2 separate regions of the Xenopus laevis genome follow, and region 1 is linked to region 2. A link is a contact called in public Hi-C data. All regions are on one chromosome and are shown on one strand. The core of a region is the stretch at or near the end of the contact, and the rest is flanking DNA. Distances in the headings are between cores, read along the strand shown.

Region 1 (7,151 bases), core at 1,408-3,907, 540 kb after region 2:
ATCCCCTAACCCGGAGTGGTGGAGACGGGCGATCGCGGCTACTGCTCTTGAGACATAAATGAACCCTCTAGTATTAGCATGTGCTGTACATGTACTGTACACCGGTAATGGTTTTCTACTCTAGCTTGCAAATAAAAGTTCAATTAGGGGATTAGGTAGAGGCCCTGGCCTAGCCACTCACCAGTAATATACAATTTGAAAAAGATTGACGCCAATACCTTGACTGCTACAAATGGGGGGGGTTCCCGATCTTTATTCCATGGTACTCATGACACTTCACGTTTCGGGACCGCATGGCCCTTCCTCAGTGACAAAGGAAGGGCCATGCGGTCCTGAAACGTTTCATCACTGTGAAGTGTCATGAGCACCATGGAATAAAGATTGCGAACCCCCCATTTGTAGCAGACAAGGTATTGGTGTCAATCTTTTTCAAATTTCTACTCTCGCTTGCACTTCATTGGTTGGGACATCAATGTTTAAAGGTTAGCACTAGAATTTTTTTCTTTTGTCACTCGGTGCATTCAACAGTTCTCTTTGATACTTACTGTATACTTTTCTATTTAACTTTCTTCACTGAAAGCTAGAATTAAAGAAGAAAAGAAATGAATTAAACTCATATTAAAGTGATGTGATTAGGTGTGCCATTTCAGCGTCTCGTTCCTCTTTTAAGTATGGGATAGATAAACAGGTTGATTCCCAGGAGGGAATTAATCCATCTGCCTGAATCATACCTCTGCCTCAAGAGAAAAGCTGACATGAGTATTTCAGTTTGTAGACAATTCTTTCCATCAACCATTACTGTACTATATGGCTACTAAATTGAAAAGGGGAATTTAAAAGGGCTGTACAATTTGCTAGTCAGATAGGTCACACTCTATTTACTGTGTTTTGTACTTAATTCAACTTTATTTCCCAGGTGTTTTGGCTACAGGACAGAGCATGTATTAAAGCATCTATCTACTTGTATATCTACTTGCCTGACTATACCCACTCTATACACTATACCCTGAGTACCATCACCATAGTATAAGCTTCCCAGATCGTCTGGGAATAAAGGGACACTTAAAGGAACAATAACATCAAAATATGAATGTGCTTTAAAGTAATAAAAACATCATGTACTGTTGCCCTGCACTGGTAAAACTGATCTGGTTGCTTCAGAAACACTACTATAGTTCATATAAACAAGCTGCTGTGTAGCAATGGGAAATTAAAAAAACTGCTATATGGCACAGGTTGAGGGTAAGGCAACACTGGGCGTTTTGGGGAGATTTGGTCACCTGGCGACTAATCACCTCGTCAAAACGCCTTCCCTCACTCTGCGCAGGCTAAAATGAAAAATCGCTGGCTCTAATCACACGCGGCGATTCGTTTTCCAAAGTTTCCTTGTGAAGCAACTTCGGGCGAACCACCCTGTGTGGCCTTACCCTAAATAGTGGATAACAGATAACACCATTATGTTTTACAGAGTTTATCTGCTAAGCCTGAGCCTTTTCTCCTTTGAATGGCTGCCCCTATTGCTACACAGCAGCTTATTTATATAAACAGTAGTGTTTCTGAAGCAAACAAACCAGTTTTAACGGTGCAGGGCAACACTGCATTAGTTACTTTAAAACAAATTTTTTGATGTTACTGTTCCTTTAGCAGCACTGCCCAGAGTGCAAATCAAATGCATTGAAATTAAATGAAATACAACTAGTGTAGCACAGCTTGTGTTTTTTTCTAGAAATAATTATGATTCTCAAATAATTTGGCAACAATGCCATACTAGATATGACATATACTTGTATATATGTGACCCAGTACTATATTCTAAACATTTAGCAAGGGGCTGCATTCCATATTAGTGCAGTTCTTAGTTCTATACATTTTCTGGTGAATCACTACCCTCTAGTGGCATTTCTTGAACAATGCAAGGTTTTTAAAATTTTGTGTAGATTATTTTAAGGGTCATTAACCATTAGAACTGCAGTGTGACTGTTGCCATTGGGATTAACAAAAATGTAAAACCAGTAGTAGCAGTGCTTGCCTGGGGTACCTGGGGCCCACCAGAGAATCTCATCCCAGGAGCCCACCAAACCACCACCACTGCCCTTCACAGCTTTTGCTACCCCTTGCTACACATGGTACCAACATTGTTAACCTCAAACATACCAATAAGAAATGACCAATCAGCATATTAACCCCAGGCATGCCAGTAAGAAATGGCTAATCAGCATATTAACCCCCAACAGGCAAGGAAGAAATGGACAATGGGCATATCAGACAAGTAAGATCACTGCAGTCCCAAAGACTTGCTAGTAAGATCGCTGCAGAAAACAGAAAATAAACATATTAACTCCATACACACTAGTAAGATCAATGCAGAAAATGGACCATAAACAAATTAACCCCAGACTTGCTTATAAAATCACTGCAGAAAATGAATAGATTGAAAGCATTACCTCATCCATTCATACACAAGCAGAATTCCGCCAATGTTTCTTATTTATTTTGTGCTCATGCTTCTAGCCCCCTCTGCCTCCAGCAAAAAAAAATCAAGGAGTTGTCACACAGTGTACCAGGGGGACCAGCAGATTGACAGACGCAGAGACACAGCATGGTGATGACCAGACAGCCAAGTAGGGCGATGGGCCATGTGTTCTACAGTGGAACACACAGCCATCTTTTTTTTATTTCCCAAAGTGGCCAGCGGCGGGTCAAGCAAGGTGAATGGGTGGCAGGGGGCCCCTCAGGATGTCGGTAAAAAAACAGTAGGGCCAGAAAGAAGGTGGGCTGTGCACCATTGGGGGCCCAGCAGAGCAACGCGGGGCCCACTGGGTTTTTCCCGGTGGTCAGTCCGTCCCTGTGTAGTAGTAGCTGTGGGCTAGAGCTAGAGTAGCAGGTAAAGGCTTTCTTTTACCTGCCTACCCTTTCTTATTATGCTACATCTGTGTTATGAGTTGCTAATAAGTTGCTTTAAAGGAACAGTAACACCAAAAAATGAAAGTGTTTTTAAGGAATGACAATATAATGTAGTGTTGCCCTGCACTGGTAAAACTGGTGTGTTTGCTTCAGAAACACAACTATACTGTAGTTTATATAAACAAGCTGCTGTGTAGCCATGGGGGTAGCCAGGATCAGGCCGCCATCAGGGGGGACTGGGGGGACACTTGTCCCAGGCCCGGTGCTTTTTGGGTGTTGGGGGGGGCCCCTGCCGCTATCAGCAAGTTGCAGAATCGGGTGAGGAGGAGGGACCTGTAGTGCCTGCACTTTGCTTTCCCCTCCCCTGCTAGAAGAAGAAGCTGCAATGGAAACGAACGAGAAGCTCCTCCCCCTCTGTGGCATCATCGGTCATTCTGACAGACAGCAGGAGAAAGCCAGGCTGAGTCAAAAGGAACAGTATAGAAGCAGGGGAGGGGAAAGAAATGTGCAGGCATTTTAGGACATTCCGCAGCGAAATACCTGTCCTGCATGTGATGTCCTATGCCTTCGGAATCGCACATCGGTTGCTTTTGCCGTAACCAATCGTCCAAATCACACCTCCGTCCTCTACCCTCCCTTCTCAGCCATCACTCATATGAACTCCACCGTCAGCCTTCTGCCCTCAATCCTCCGCCCTCAGTCCTCTTCCTTTTATTCCTCATCCTTCCGCTGTCTTCCCTCGGCCCTCGCTGCTCAGCATTCCCCCCTGAGATCGCTCTTTTCAGCTGACAGTCTTATCTATAAGTTTCTAAAGTGGTGAGAGAAGACAGAAGGAAGAGGACTGAGGGCGGAAGGCAGCGGAATGATGGCAGAAGGCAAATGACTGAAGGAGGAGGATGGAGGGCTGAGGGTGGAAGACTAAGGGAGGAAGGCTGACGGCAGAAGGCTGACGGCGGAGTTCGTATGAGTGACGGCTGAGAAGGGAGGGTAGAGGACGGAAGTGTGATTGCAGATTTGGACGATGGGTGACGGCAAAAGCAACCGATGCACCATTCCGAAGGCATAGGACATTGCATGCAGGACAGCTATTTTGCTATTTTTGTCCTAAAATGCGTTCCGTACAGGCACTAAAGATCCCTCCTCCCCACCTGATTCTGCAGCTTGCTGACAGCAGCAGGGGCCCTGCCACAATGTACAGCCACCTTGAAACACAGTAATGCAAGTACTTTTTTCATTTTGGCCCTGGACATATATTAATAATAAGGGGGGGGTCAACAGACACTTAAGCAACTTTTCAGTTGGCCTTCATTATTTATTTTTTATAGGTTTTTAATTATTTGCCTTCTTCTGATTCTTTTGATCTTTCAAATGGGGGTCACTGACCCCATCTAAAAAACAAATGCTCTGTAAGGCTACAAATGGATTGTTATTGCTACTTTTTATTACTATATTTAGGCCCTCCCCTTTTCATATTCCAGTCTCATAGTTCAAATCAATGTGTGGTTTCTAGGGGAATTTGTACCCTAGCAACCAGCTTGCTGAAATTTCTAACTGGAGAGCTACTGAATAAAAAGCTAAATAACTAAAAATCCACAAATAATAAGAATCAAATGCATATTGTATCAGAATATCACTCTCTACATCATACTAAAATGTAATTCAAAGGTGAACAACCCCTTTAATGGTCCTAAGCTACTTGTACCCAAAAGAAACACCTCTGCTTATAAAGGTTCCTCAGGAGAGACAGTTCTGGTAGGGGCAGGGACGCCAACAGGGGGCACAGGGGGTACTCCTGGCCTGAGCCTAAAGGGGGGCCCGGCTGTGCTGCACTATTCTAAATAGCCGGGCCCCCCTTGACAGCGGCTGAAGTCCTGAAGCCGCGAAAATACCCAGAGTAACAAAAAAGCCACGCATTCAGTTCTAATGAACACCAATGTGTGTTTTTATTTTTTTAAACCCCTTGCCACCAATGTATTATTTGAATACTCTATAGGCCCCTGCAACCAATGTTTTTGTTTTTTTTTTAAATATTCTCTGGGGCCCCAATGTTTTTTTTAACTTGTAAGGGGGGCCCTGGAGCCAATTTTTTTTTAACTTATAGGGGGCCCTGGTCACCAATTTTTTTTTTTAACTTGTAGAGGGGCCTTGACCACCAATTTTCTAAAAAAAAAAAAAAACTTTTATGGGGGGCCCTGCCCATCAATGGCTTTTTATAACTTGTGTGTTGGAGATTTACCGTTTTTAGCACTGATGTCTGTGTGGTCTTTTAACTGTGTTTTGGGCAGGATCTGAGGTGGGGCTTGGGTAGGCGGGGCCAATGGGGCCCTGAAGATTTCTAATGGCGGCCCTGGCCAGGATAATCAGTAGATAACAGATGAGTTCTGAAGAATTCCATTGAATACAACATAGCTGTATCTGCTGTGTATCCTGTGCCTTTTCTCCTTTTTCAGCTATGAATGGTTGCCCCCATGGCTACACAGCAGCTTGTTTATATAAACTATAGTAGTCTTTCTGAAGCAAACACACCAGTTTTACCAGTGCAGAACAACAGTACATTATATTTTCTTTACTTTAAAAGACAACTTTTCGGTGTTACTGTTCCTTTAACACATTTTACTGATTTTACATTTTCACTGATTTTACACTATTTCTTGGTTAGCAGTTGCTAATTTTTTATATGCAATGCTTAACTCTTGTCATTAACACAGTAAATATTGCATTGCAACGTAAAACAGACTCCTGTGCTTATATGCTTTGAGTATATAAGTTGTTTAATTTGATTCGCTCATTTTACATTTTCACAGATTTTACACTATTTCTTGGGTACATTTTTTATATGCAAGCTATACATTGCATGTTTCCTATCAATTGTTGCTGAGTTTCTGTTAATTGAGTTGATCAGATCACAGTTGTAAACTGGAAATACATTTTGTAAGCAACCTATAGTTTTCTTGCATATTCCTTCTAGTTGAAATTTAAAATGTACATATTATTATATAACATATTTTGTCCTGATGTGAAGATCCATTCGTACAGTATTGATGGTACTAAAATACTTTTTATGCTCTTTTTAAAAATTATTTGAATTTGGCCAAGGGGCTGCGCCTTGTTAAATATACTACCAATAGTTTCTCATTCCTCTTCCCTCAAACTACCAATATGACATAGCAACTGGCAGAGAATTCAACAATTCCCATGTATCCCAAGGCTGCAGACCATATACAGCGGTAAACCCTTTAGGGCTAGTCCACACGGGGAGATAGCCACGCGTTTGCGGTCGCGACGACAAAGCGCCGCGCCAGTCGCCGCGACCGGCGCAGGCGACAGTTTTGTATGGGCGCCTATGTAAAAACGCCTGTGCTAACCACACGAGGCGCTGTTGAAAAGCGCATCGCCTCGTGTGGTTAGCACAGGCGTTTTTACATAGGCGCCCATACAAAACTGTCGCCTGCGCCGGTCGCGGCGACTGGCGCGGCGCTTTGTCGCCGCGACCGCAAACGCGTGGCTATCTCCCCGTGTGGAATAGCCCTTAGAATACAATATATCTGTGTAAATAAGATGTTTTGTTTCTAATTTACAATACCTTTATTAATCAGAAATCTTGCCACATGAATTGTCTGGTAGCCTTTTATTTAATTACATTAACATGGTGAGGTTGTGCCCTCTGCTGGTTGTGGACATTTTATAAGCTGATTTAGAAAGTAAGAGCTGCTATCATGTGTGACTTTAATTATTTTATTAAAATGTTATTATATTATTTTAATTTTTGTATATTTATATTCTTATTATTAATATTACAGTGAAACCTCAATTTTACATCCCCTTATTTTAAGTTTCCTCACATTTTACATTGTTGTTTTGTGGTCCCACCTATATATTATGCATAATACATTTCCCTGATTTTACATTTTCCTGGATTTTACAGCATTTTTTTCACCACGGAAAATTAGGGTGCTACTGTATAATATTATTTAAATATTACTTTAGTTAAATTGTGTTCAATTTCAGGAGCATTACAACTACATTACTTCAACTACATTACTTCAGTAAAAAAAAATATAACTGATAGGAAACAAAAACCCAAGTGGGGTACAGGAAGGAAGAATACACAGTGCATTATTTGAGAGAATTGGACAATAAGTATCAACATGTATGAACAATTCCAGGGAGGGATTATATTAAATGTATTTTATATATATATATGAACTTTGTGGATCCACATATACTTTCTTTCTTTAAGGGGCAGA
Region 2 (7,698 bases), core at 3,815-6,314:
TCTAAGTTTAGAGTTTTCCTCATGGCCTCAATTAAAGGGTCAATTAGGTTGGTATTGAATGTATTTCCCCATTGTTGCTTTCCTCATCTTCTATAGATTCTGTTTCAGAATCTTCAGATATTGTTTCCATCACTACAGAGTGAGAAGAAGTAGATGCTTCAGGTTGAGATGGATTAATGTTGATCTTGTGAATGACATTGTCTGTGACTTTGTTTACCATTTCAGTCATATAGTTGTTAAAAGATTCTTTCATCCAAGACATGAGGGATGTGAATTGTTCCATCTGGGGCGTAACCCCATGGTCGAAGCAGGCTTGACATACTTTTTTATCATGTAAGGCTGGATTGGAACACATTGTGCACTCTCTTCTAGAGCTCTTTTCCCTCCTTGGTTCATCATCCCTCCTGTGATGTTCTCTGTGATGAGGGCTCCTATAAGAATTTGAAGCATAATTTAGCTTACCTGAAGAATGGTTGTGCTCTTTTTATTATGTAGACGTTCACTCACCCACTAACATCTGATCTTGATCTCCTGGAGCTTATTGTACCAGCTGAAAACACACAGTAAAAATTTCAGTAAGAGACTTTGGATGTGTATGCTGTAACTAACCATTTGCTTAGAACACTGGTTTTTGATATGGATGTTTTTATATTGTGCTCAGAAAGGAGGAGGTGGTAAAGGGTTAATGTTTTTATGGGTACTTTGAGTGATTTAAAAGTTTAGGTCTGATGGGAACTGTTAAGCTTTTGAAAAAGTAGCCGGAGGGCTACGAAACGCGTCAAGCGTGGATTCTATATACACATGGCGTTCTTTTGTATTGAATTTTAAGTGAATTAAATAAATACTGGATTTTACATAAAATTCTCTTCGTGGCGCTCCATGCTTTGCAGATAAACTTTGACCGATGCTATCCGGAGCAGCTTTCATGTGCAGCACACTGTGAGTAGTTTTACCGGGGTGCTCCCTATAAACTGTTTTGCTTTGGCTTGATGTGTGTTGGCAGGAGATCACTGCATAGGGGGAGCGCTGATTTTCGTGCTATTTATATAGTCGCGATGTGATGGTCACAGCTTCACGCACCTTAGTGCTTGGAGAGAGTGTGTGGTTTATGGCGTCTTACTGTGCATGAATGCTTCTTACAGCGCCCAGGCGACGGAAGGCCAGGGCCCTGCGTGGGCTCTCCTATTTATATGATAGGAGCTTTAGCGGGGGAAAGAGAGCATAAGAAAAAACCTTGCTGGATATTGTGGTGTCTTCTTCACAGCGCAGCAGAAAATAAAAGCAAGGAGTGGTGGGGAAGACCAATTTTTATACGTCATTTCCTGTCCTTAACTCGGCAAGGGGATTAACCCAATCGTGCCTTCTGCCATGTGAAGGAACAGGAAAGTCGCATTATTTTAAAGATGTGTATTCGGTTCAGCCAGGCACGAGAACTTGGCTGAATCCTGCTGAAAAAGGCAGAACACTGAACCAAATCCTGGATTGTGTACATCCTTAGGAATAGTTTTTAAAAAATGTTTATAATCACTTTTTGTAATATATCAGCCTGCTCTTTATTCAACAACAAAAATTATATATGAGGCTAATAATTTTATACATTTACACATTACCATTCTTTTTATTACTGTGTATTTATCTTAAGTTAATCATATCTACTGTAACCCCTCAAAACTTAACAAGCTTACAGTTCCCTAGGTGTGGACAATATCCCTTTTTATTAATTAATAAAAACAATTCAGAACCATACTAGCTATTCGCCAGCCTCTTACTACAATTGCAGGCATCAAGGGAAGAAGTTGGCGTTTGCCTCATAACCTAACTACTTTTTAGTTTAAAAACACTAAATACTGCTGTTATCAGCTAAAAGTATAAATATCTGATAACTTATGGGGCATTCAATGTGCCACTTAACAGTGGATTAGAATTTAAAGCACACAGTAGGATTGGCTGCAATGGCATGCTGGGAATCAGAATCTAACGGGGTACTATAATTACATTCATGCATGCAAGTTTCCTATAGATAAAAACTGAACTATATAGTCAGAGCTGCTATAAACCAGTAACAACAGTAAAACTGCTCATACCCTATATGGAGATTAAATAAAATATTACGCCAGTATTATTTACTATACTACTGTTACTATCATTATACTATATTTATATAGCAGCTTCAATACACATAAATGTTGAGAAAATATATACCGTATATACTCGAATATAAGCTGAGTTTTTCAGCCCCCAAACTATGCTGAAAAACTCTACCTCGGCTTATACTCGGGTCAAGCACAAAAACGGTCGCCGCCGTCTAAGAATAGTTTCCAAGAATATTCGCTGGGTCCAAGAATGGTCACTGGCATCCAAAAACGAGACGCCAGCACCTCAAATGGGAGCAGAAACCCTAAATTTTTTGATTGAAACTTACCAGAAGCTGCTGCATTTTTTACCCTAGGTTTATACTCGAGTCAATAAGCTTTCCCAGTTTTTGGAAGTAAAATTAGGTACCTCGGCTTATACTCGAGTATATACGGTAATTGATACCAGCCCCTTCTTCGGGGAGCTTGTAATCAAACATTCTTAAAACACATTGTACAGGTATATGACCTGTTATCCAGAATGCTCAGGACCTGGGGTTTTCTGGATTATGGATCTTTCTGTAATTTGGATCTTCATACCGTAAGTATACTAGAAAATCATGTAAACATTCAAGAAAGCCAATAGTCTGATTTTGCTTCCAGTAAGGATTCATTATATTTTAGTTTGAATCAAGTGCAAGGCACTGTTTTATTATTACAGAGAAAAAGGAAATCCTTTTTAAAAAATTTGGATTATTTCAATAAAATGAAATTCATGGGAGATGGCCTTTCTGTCATTTGGAGCTTTCTGGATAACTGCTTTCCTGAAAACGGATCGCATATCTGTACAGTCAAATTTGATTAACCAAAGGGCACGTCTATTTGCTACATAATAAATTGGTTCTATAGAGTGACTGAAACTGACCACACACACATTCAGATAAAGCAGGTACATGATTTATTGATACAAAAACTGAGGGATTCCCCCCCCCCCCACAGTGGCTCAACAGTGGTTCCAACATAGTCAGGCATCTGTGCCATCTTTTTTTTTAAAGATTAATTTTTATTGAATTTTACAACTTAAAGAAGATAGAAGGAAGAGAAGCTAGATAGAAAAGGAAAAGAAGGGGGAAGGAGGGGAAGTATGGCTGTAAATTGATGTTCACTGGTTAGTTGATGTGGCTGGCGACTCGAGCCAAGGTTTCCATATACTTTCAAATTTCTTTGGGCATCCTCGGGCTAAATACGTCAGTTTGTACAGTTCCAATTGCGAATTGATCAGTCCAATCCATATACTCAATGTCGGTGATCTGTGCCATCTTTAAGGCGTAATTCTGTTTTTAATCACTTAAGTTCCTTACAGTGGGCCCCCAGCATTCCATGACAGACTCAGTGTGTGGCCCACCAGCAGTTCATGACAAGTGCAATGTATGGTCCCCCACCATTTCATAGCAGGCAGTGTGTTTGTCCCCCCAAGTATTTGATCAAAGGAGCAGTGTGGCCCTCCAGAATTTCATAACAGCTGAAGTGTGTAGCCTCTGGCATTTCATGACAGCTGAATTGTGTGGCCCCCCAGCATTTTATGAAGGACTCAGTGTGTGGGCCCCAGCTTTATAAAAATGAAAAGCGCAGTGAGTCGGTCTCATCATTTCATGTCAGGAGCAGTGTGTGGCCCCACAACATTTTATGACGAATGCAGTGTGTGGCCCCCCAGATTTTTATGACAGGCACAGTGTGTGGGCTACCCATATGGGCATACTTATCAAAGAGTGAAGTTAGAGATCGCTACAGTCCACTAGAGTGAAATTCCACCACTCTCCATTAATTTCTATGGCATTTTGAAAGGAATATTTATCAAAGGGTGAACTTTCACTCATTGGGGTATATTTATGAAAGAGGGAACTTAGAAATAACCACAGTCCGCTAGAGTAAAATACTGCCTCTCTCCATTCATTTCTATGAGATTTTTAAAGGCGTATTTATCAAAGGGTGAACTTTCACTTTCATCCATTGATAAATACTCTTTTAAAAATCCCATAGAAATAACTGTGATGATCTCTAACTGTACTCTTTGATAAATATACCCCATTGACTGTGGCTATCTCTAACTTCACTTTTTGATAAATATGCCCCATAGTTTCAGTACAGATGCAGCCCCCCCCCCTGCAGCATTTAATGAAAGGTGCATTGTGGCCCTATAGCATTTCATGATAGGAGCAGCATGTGGCCCACTAGCATTTCACGACAGGCTCAGTGTGAGGCCCTCCAGCATTTCACAATAGGCACAGTATGTGACCAAGGGCGTATCTATGTATAAGCACCAACCTCTGCCTTGGACAGCCACTTTTGGGGGGTGGCCCTTGGGTGCATGAAAACATTTAAAACAACTCAAAACATTTAGAAAATAAAAATTGCCCCCCAGCCACTTTGGAATACTTACTTCAGAAATCAATTGGGGGGGGGGTGAGGGGTGCAGGCCTCAGAGCATGGTGGGGTGTCACATTATTTTGGGGGCGTTGTAAGGTCGGGTGCCTAGGGTGCTCCACTCCAGTATTTCACAATTGCAGTGTGTGCGTACCTATATACAATACCTATATACACAATGCATTAGGCTGTGTCCTGGAATCTCTCATGTAAGCAGTGTAGGACTGGGACACCAGGGGGCCCACTCTCAGTACTATTATTCTTCCTCTCATCACTCAACTTCTATTCTCCTAGTCTCTTTTTTTTACATACTATAATCAATTATTCCATCTATTTAGCCCCTTTGTTCTCATAGAAATAAGGAATGACCATGAAATCAGCCAAATGTTAAGCAGCATGAGCCCACTGACACCTTGGCCCACCGGGAGTTTTCCTGGTATCCCTGTGGGCCAGTCCGACACTGCATGTAAATTTGGATTTTTAAATTTTTGTTGAATTGATCAAAATTCTCATCAGTGCATTCTGATTCGTGTGCTATTAGAGTGGCTGTTCAGGAGTGCTGTGAGTGAAAAGCCTTTTAGCGAGCATTAGGACCCTGCAGGCACCAGGAGAAAAGTCACATGGGCGGAAGGGAAGCAACTTCAGAATCCGTGCATGAGGGAGACTGAGACTGCTGGTAACCTATACCACGTGGGACTTTAATGGCATGCAGAGGTGATTATAGAAAGTCTGATATGCTATGAGCTCTGTCTGATTTTGTTTTGGAGGCAGTGCAAGCAGAGAAGCAGGACTCACACCACTGTATTTATATGTTGTGCTCATCTGGAAGTGAACACCACTAGTCTGTATATTCCACTCATATATAAATGACAACAGCCCTGTGGGAACTTATAATTTTCAACAAGTAATTTGCAAATATGTGTGGAGCATTGAAAGAGTTTGGAAGGAGTGGCGCTATATAATTCTCTCTTATCTCATTCAGCAGAACGCATTAATTGCACAGCGAACACAATGGCGGGAATTCTGGAGAAGTTCCAAAGCCTGGGGAAGGGTAATGGAGTGCGAGCACTTAAGGATATGAGCCATGGATTAACGGTGATAAGAGCTGTACCCTATGTATATACGGTGTGCCGGAAAAAGAGTGCGTGCGATTACTGCCTTCACAGGTATCTTTCCCTGAAACGCTTCTCACTTAGTAGCATCACCTGAATCACAGATGCAAATGCCCAATCATAAAAGCCCAGAATCACACTGGCCAATCGGTAAAAGTATCACTGTCACAAACTGTCTCAGTTTATATTGGCATGTGAAACTACCAGCCAATCAGCCTGCTTTGCTAAATGGCCCTGCTATTGTTACGATATTCCTGGGTTTATACAATATCAGCACATGGAATGTGCTGGGGAGTACAATGGTTCTATGCATCAACTGAAGCTAGTTAATGGCTTCCATCATTGTAGTAATATAGTGACTTGTTGAATGTATTAAAGGGGTTGTTCTCCTTTGAATCAACTTTTAGTATGATCTCGAGAGTGATATTCTGATTTGCAATTGGTTTTCATTTGTAGTTTTTAAGTTATTTCGCCTTTTATTCAGCAGGTTGCACTTTCATCAATCTGGTTCCTAGGGTCCAAATTACCCTAGCAACCATACATTGATTTGAATAATAGACTGGAATATGAGAGGTCCTGCACAGAAAGATGACTTATAAAACGTAGCAATAACAATACATTTGTAGCCTTACAGCGTATTTGTTTTTTTTTAGATGGGATTAGTGACCTCATTTTAAAGCTGGAAAGAGTCAGAAGAAGAAAGCAAATCATTTAAAAAAAAAAAAACTACTTTAAGCTGAAACACCCCATTAATTGAGCGAGGAATGAAAGAGAGGGAAGGTGGTACTGTTTGTAGCAAGGGACCCTTAGTAGCTGATACATGGTTCCTTAGTAATGCATATATAGTGGTGGCTGTATCCATGTCCTAGAGGTTTAAAGCAACAGCCTAGATACTAACACAATTATTATTATTGCCATTTAAACTGCCCATTTATTTAGTTTTCTCTTTTGCTCTTGTTGTGTAGTTTTATGTAATTAGGTGCCGCTCTCTACTTTATTGACATAGCAGTTATAAAAGTGTGAAAAATTATTTATGTGCGAATTAAAGCCACGTATATTATATTTACATTTTTACTATGAATATTGCAGTATTGTTTTACAGCTAAGTTATTTTGGGATGATAAGTTGTTTTATATGCTGTTTCAATACACTCAATGTGGTAACCGTATATAAAGTTGCCACCTTTTGCTTGCTGTGGGTGGGAGTGTGACTTTATGCAGTGAGGTGTTGATATAGCCTCCTATCAACAGAGTTTTGTCTGGGTTTCAGGACATTTTCTACCTAGAGAGTCAACCCTAATTGTAAACATGTTTACACATATGCATAAAATAATTTCACAGTTTTATAAATACAGTATTTTGCATTCAGAACTGAGGCATTGATGTGCAGGGACTGTACTTGCAGATTTAGAACAGTTGACAAGGTTCCCTCTAAGGTGTGCGCTCGTCCGTGCAAAGACAAATTTTGAGGCCAGCACACACAAACAAATTGTGGTGCGCACAAACACAAAACTTTGTATTCTGACCTGAACACACAGTTTTTAAAAACTGTGCACAAAAGTTTAAAATGTGTGTACAAAATAATTTTGTTGCGCTCATAGACACAAAGGAACATGAAGGAGAGAACATAGTTGTCAGGTGAGTGGCTGGTATGGATCAAAGCTGGTAAGGGCTAAGGCAGACCTAGTAGTGGCCAGATCAGGGCTTAAAGGAGAGATAAAGCCTAACTAAAGAAGTAGACTAGAAATGTTGTACATTATGTTTTAGGCTTCTGTACCATGCCAACCACAGCCTTTTAGCAGGGAATATCTGTGCTTTCAAAGATGCCCGGTAGAGGAGAAACAGATGCTGAGAGAGGATTAGTGAAAATGAACTTGATTATTTCAGAAATAGTACAGCATTTTAATTGAAAAGTTTCTTATTTCAGTATGCTGAAGCTAATATTACATTTTAATTTATTTTTCGATAGTTCCCCTTTAAGGCATCAGGATAAACACAAATTCCGCTTACGTTTTAGGAGGCCCAAAGATCATACATTGGGAATGCCTTATGTTACAGGGTCTTATTCTGACTTCTGAAAGTCATCTATTC

Evidence for each region. A called contact is a pair of places that touch in the nucleus more often than the background predicts.
Region 1: a contact with region 2 is called in a Hi-C map of the XL177 cell line, with 7 times the contacts expected there. The contact joins the enhancer-like site here to the promoter of LOC108716123 in region 2. A contact is called at or near these places in 2 of 4 Hi-C or Micro-C datasets (the XL177 cell line and the XTC cell line).

The regions. Positions count from the first base shown.
Region 1 is chr5L:53,272,609-53,279,759 of Xenopus_laevis_v10.1, forward strand. No RefSeq gene overlaps it. Among protein-coding and RNA genes, the nearest start is that of LOC108716124, 7.0 kb to the left of the region's middle. Within about 2 kb of position 2,658, at least 1 of the 7 cell types and tissues checked has an H3K27ac peak or open chromatin away from gene starts, as enhancers often do.
Region 2 is chr5L:52,731,137-52,738,834 of Xenopus_laevis_v10.1, forward strand. LOC108716123 (histone-lysine N-methyltransferase SMYD3) reads left to right here and starts at 5,065. Exons shown (of 13, transcript XM_041562757.1): 1 at 5,065-5,172; 2 at 5,479-5,662. The coding sequence starts at 5,151.